Linked DNA regions of Ovis aries: region 1 is linked to region 2. Evidence: chromatin contacts called from public Hi-C data. All regions are on one chromosome and are shown on one strand. The core of a region is the stretch at or near the end of the contact, and the rest is flanking DNA. Distances in the headings are between cores, read along the strand shown. Region 1 has its middle 180 kb from the start of C23H18orf21. Region 2 has its middle 29 kb from the start of C23H18orf21.

Region 1 (2,700 bases), core at 20-2,519, 150 kb before region 2:
CCAAAAAAAAAATAAAGTCTGACACTGTTTCCACTGTTTCCCATCTATTTCCCATGAAGTGATGGGACCAGATGCCACGATCTTCGTTTTCTGACTGTTGAGCTTTAAGCCAACTTTTTCACTCTCCTCTTTCACTTTCATCAAGAGGCTTTTTAGTTCCTCTTCACTTTCTGCCATGAGGGTGGTGTCATCTGCATATCTGAGGTTATTGATATTTCTCCCAACAATCTTGATTCCAGCTTGTGCTTCTTCCAGCCCAGCGTTTCTCATGATGTACTCTGCATAGAAGTTAAATAAGCAGGGTTAGCCTTCTTTATTGTCCAACTCTCACATTCATACATGACTACTGGAAAAACCATAGTTTTGACTACATGGACTTTGTTGGCAAAGTAATGTCTGTGCTTTTTAATATGCCATTTAGGTTTGTCATAGTTTTTGTTCAAAGGAGCAAGCATCTTTTGATTTCATGGCTGCAGTCACCATCAGCAGTAACTGTGAATCCCAAGAAAATAAAATCTGCCACTGTTTCTACTTTTTCCCCATCTATTTGCCATAAAGTGATGGGACCGGATGCCATGAGCTTAGTTTTTTGAATGTTGAGTTTTAAGCCAGCTTTTTCACTCTCCTCTTTCACCCTCATCAAGAGGCTCTTTAGTTCCTCTTCACTTTCTGTTGTTAGGGTGGTATCATATGCATATCTGAGGTTGTTGACATTTCTCCAGCAATCCTGATTCCAGCTTGTGCTTCATCCAGCCTGGCATTTTGCATGATGTACTCTGCATATAAGTTACATAAGCAGGGTGACAATATACGACCTTGACGTACTGTTTTCCCAATTTGGAACCAGTCCCTTGTCCCATGTCCAGTTTTAATTGTTTCTTCTTGACTTACATACAGATTTCTCAGGAGGCAGGTCAGATGGTCTGGTATTCCCATCTCTTGAAGAATTTTCCACAGTTCGTTGTGATCCACACAGTCAAAGGCTTTAGCATAATCAATGAAGCAGAAGTAGATGTTTTTCTGGAACTCTCTTGCTTTTTCGATGATCCAGCGGATGTTGGTAATTTAATCTCTGTTACCTTTCCCTTTTCTAAGCCCAGTTTGTACATCTGAAAGTTCTCAATTCACATACAGTTGAAGCCTAGCTTGTAGGGCTACAGTCCATGGGGGTCACAAAGAGACATGAAGAGTCAGGCACAACTGAGCGCCGCTGTTCACAATAACGGCCCTCAAATCCAAAAACAAAAAGTGTAGTAGGTAGCTTGTCCAGCAGGTGGCACTGTTATACTAGGCAATGCCTCTGCGTAGCGTGGCAGCCATTAAACCGTTGAAACTGTTCTCCACTAGCTGGAATTCCGTTTTGTTTCTGCTGGAGCACCAGGGGTGGTTTAGGGAGGGGAGGATGTGGCCTGGATGTTGCTCTAGCACTTCTGTACCCGCGGGGACCCCGGGCAGGAGAATCCCCTCCGTCACTCACCCAGTGGGAAGGCACTAAACACCTCGGTTCTGCCCCTCCGTTCCGTGGCAGAAGTCACAACCACAGGACGGTGAATGGCCCATAGGACCTCGCCCACAAGGCCACTGAAGGTTTCATGCCCTTCTGCAAACTTTGCCAGAACCCTGTCCTTTGAGTTTCGGAGCCTTTTTAATCCAGGAGAACATGGACCCAGGAGTCTCACCTGCACAGGAGGCAGGGATTACAGTGATGAGAGTCCCTTACACCAGGACGCCACGTTTTCCCCTGGCTGGGTTATCAGGGAACAAACAGGGCCGTGGAGCTAGCCCTTCCCACCGGCGGACGGTGGGAGCAGCAGGAAAGAAACAGGGCCAGTTTCCTGTCTCCCCTCCTCCAGGGTCTCCACCTGAGCTTGCCACTTACTGCTCCCAGGGTCTGGTGCCTGGTGCGTGGGCCCAAGGGTTTCTTTCTTCCTCTGTGCAGGCCACCACCTTCCCATCAGCATCCTCCGTCCTTTGTGCCCAACCCCGTGACACCAAATGGCCCAGGCAAAACAGGGGTCAGGGCTTCACATTCTTTGCATGCACAGTAAAAGATGTAGGAGAGCAAGGTGCTCAAAGAAAATTGTCTCTCGCAACACTGAAGAAATTATGTGAAGAGGTAATGTCAAAAATATACTGGATAACTTAAAATGGGATACTAAAAATATTTTAAGGGAATTCTCTAGTAGTTCAGTGGTTAAGACTCTGCTTCTATTGCAAGGGGCAGGGGTTGGCCCCCTGGTTCAGGAACTAAGATCCTCCCACATGCCACCCACACAGCCAAAAAAAGTGTAAGTATCCTAAACAAAGGTAGGCAGGGGAAACACAAGAATGAAAAACAGAGGGCACAAATGGGAAACGAAAAGGGGAGGTCTGGATCTATGCATGTTAATAATTATGTTAAGTGTAAATACGGTAAACACACCAATTCAAGAAACAGTTTGGCAGAATGGATTTTTTTTAAAAATGACCCAAGTACCTGCTATCTGCAAGAAACTCTCTTCACATGTGAGCTCAGTCGTGTCCGACTCTGTGGCCCCATGGACTGTAGTCTGCCAGGCTCCTCTGCCCACCACATTTTCCAGGCAAGAATACTGAAGTGGAGTGCCATTTCCTACTCCGGGGGATCTTTCCGACCTAGGGATCAAACCCATGTCTCTTGCATCTCCTGCACTGGCAGGTGGATTCTTAACCTCCAGCGCC
Region 2 (2,700 bases), core at 57-2,556:
AAAGAACACATTCTTGAAATATTTTAAAATATAATTAGAGTACTACTGCTGCTACATGCAATATTATTAAGACAGTAATAAAAAAATTTTTATGTTGTTCTGCAACACTTTAATCTTGAATTCTAATTATTATTTACATGAAAAGCATTTCCAGAGAGTCCTCTTTGAATGTTCATCCGGGTGTAGAAACACACAGCACCTGGCAGTTTATCTCCTAATCCAATTAATTCTGTACATTTGAATATCTGTCAGAAGAAAACTTGCAGCTGACAAGGTGCACAGGTTTCCATTCCTACCACGATAACCAGCGATAACCAGTGAGTTCTTAACCAAAGACCTCCTTCCTCTGACTCCAATCGTCTGTCCAGGGTCAGGCTCTCGACAGACACATGTCAATCCTGACACACTCCTGCGGCTAACCCGCGCGCCTCACCGAGCTGGGGGGTCCACCGGGCTGTTTCCACGCGGTTCCTTTTCTTGCCTACCCACATCTTTGCTCATCTTTCTGTTTGCTCATCTTTGCTTTCCGTCTCCAATCTCTCTCGCTGCTTCAGCACCCTCTGACTTTCAATCTTAAAGACCCCTAAAGTGAGGCTGTTTCCTTTCGGCCGCAGCTCATCACCTGCCCACGCGGTTATTTTGGAGCACAGACACAGGCTCTACAACTGGTCACCAAAGACACACTTTAGCCAAGGTCCTGGAGGGCAGGACATGCTTAACGTGCAGCGCTAATAAAATGACCACTCTCAGATCCCTTTGACACATCCTCTCAGGTGCAGAGTTTATTTTTAAGGCTAATACGGTGAGCCCACTTGGCAGAAGACTGTCCTTTCCGACCCTCTGACCCCCGCCCTGCAAGATACAACTTTGCCCAGGCAGGTATCTCGAATCACCAGCCGGCTTCGCTCTCCGTTTCAACCCATTTTGCCTACTGGCTGCTTGAGTCCTACAACCCGACTCTGACCGAGACCCCAGAGTCCCTGGACGTGGGCTCACCTGGTCACCGGCGGATCCGGGCGGACGCTCACCTGGCTCCCTCTCGGACTCGGGGGCGGGCTCACCTGTCCCCCCGCGGAGGGCGCGTGGCCCCACCTGGGTACCCCTCCTGCCCGCGCCGCTGCGGCCGCTCTGGAACAGGCTTTGCGCCGCTGCAGCCCTGCACGCCCGGCTGAGCGGTCACGGGGAGTTCCAGCCAACTTACTCCGCGTGTCTGGAAAGACAGAGCTGCTGGGAATATGCATACTCGGTTTCGCGGGTCCTCGCCTTTCGAGTGACCGCTCTAGGCCAGTCCCCTCCGTGCACTGACCGAGCTCTGCCCGGCGCTCTTCCCTTCTTTCCCTTTGGTTAAGGAATTAGCCTCGAGGAGCCCGGATCCATCGGAAAAAGGAAACTACTTTTTCCCCCTGCTGGTGACTGTGGGGAACTGCATGTGGTAGATTAAACCCATAAACAAGGTTTTCTTCCCTGCTTGTTCAGTCGTCTCCGACTCTGCGACTCCATGGACTGCTGCACTCCAGGCTCCCCTGTCCTTCACTATCTCCCAGAGCTTGCTCAAACTCATGCCCATGAAGTCTGTGATGCCGTCCAACCATCACATCCTCTGTCGTCCTCCTCCTGCCCTCAATCTTTCCCAGCATCAGGGTCTTTTCCAGTGAGTTGGCTCTTCGCATCAGGTGGCCAAAGTATTGAAGCTTCAGCTTCAGTCCTTCCAGTGAATATTCAGGACTGATTTCCTTTAGGATTGACTGGTTTGATCTCCTTGCTGTCCAAAGGACTCTCAAGAGCCTTCTCCAACATCACAGTTCAAAAGCATCAATTCTTAGACACTCTTCCGTGATTAGTCATCTGCTTTATGGTCCAACTCTCACATCCATACATGACTACATGGCTTTGACTATATGGACCTTTATCAACATAGTAATGTCTCTGCTTTTTAATATGTTTTCTAGGTTGTCATAGCTTTTCTTCCAAGGAGCAAACATTTTTTAATTTCATGGCTGCGGTCACCATCCTTTGTGATTTTGGAAGGAATGCAGCTCAAGAAAATCTGTCAGTGTTTCCACTGTTTCCCCATCTATTTGCCAATGAAGTGATGGGACCAGATGCTATCATCTTAGTGTTTTGAATGCTGAATTTTAAGCCAGCTTTTTCACTCTCCTTCTTCACCCTCATCAAGAAGCTCTTTAGTTTCTCTTTGCTTTCTGCCATTAGAGTCATATCCTCTGCATATCTGTGGTTGTTGATATTTCTCCTGGCAATCATGATTCCAGCTTGTGATTCATCCAGCCCAACATTTTGCTTGATGTACTCTGCATAGAAGTTAAATAAACAAGGTGACAATATACAGCCTTGTCGTACTCCTTTCCCAATTTGGAACCAGTTCGTTGTTCTGTGTCTGGTTCTGTTACTTCTTGACCTGCATACAGGTTTCTCAGAGGCAGGTAAGGTGCTCTCGTATTTCCATCTCTTTAAGAATTTTCCACAGCTTGTTGTGATCCACACAGTCAAAGGCTTTATTTAGCATGGTCAATGAAGCAGAAGTAGATATTTTACTGGAATTCTTTCGCTTTTTCTATGATCCAATGGACGCTGGCAATTTGATCTCTGGTTCCTCTGCCTTTTGTGAATCCAGCTTGTGCATCTGGAAGTTCTAGGTTCATGTACTGTGTAAGCCTTGCTTGGAGAATTTTGGGCATTACT

What was found. Hi-C and Micro-C count contacts between places; a contact is called where the count stands out from the background.
Region 1: a Hi-C map of hypothalamus shows a contact between it and region 2, with 6 times the contacts expected there. The contact joins two enhancer-like sites. A contact is called at or near these places in 4 of 16 Hi-C or Micro-C datasets (hypothalamus, muscle and tail adipose tissue).

What each region holds. Positions count from the first base shown.
Region 1 is chr23:21,684,665-21,687,364 of ARS-UI_Ramb_v3.0, reverse strand. No RefSeq gene overlaps it. Among named protein-coding and RNA genes, the nearest start is that of C23H18orf21, 180 kb to the right of the region's middle. Within about 2 kb of position 1,269, at least 11 of the 54 cell types and tissues checked have an H3K27ac peak or open chromatin away from gene starts, as enhancers often do. A contact at or near this core is called in hypothalamus, where this site is marked.
Region 2 is chr23:21,537,962-21,540,661 of ARS-UI_Ramb_v3.0, reverse strand. No RefSeq gene overlaps it. Among named protein-coding and RNA genes, the nearest start is that of C23H18orf21, 29 kb to the right of the region's middle. Within about 2 kb of position 1,306, at least 10 of the 54 cell types and tissues checked have an H3K27ac peak or open chromatin away from gene starts, as enhancers often do. A contact at or near this core is called in hypothalamus, where this site is marked.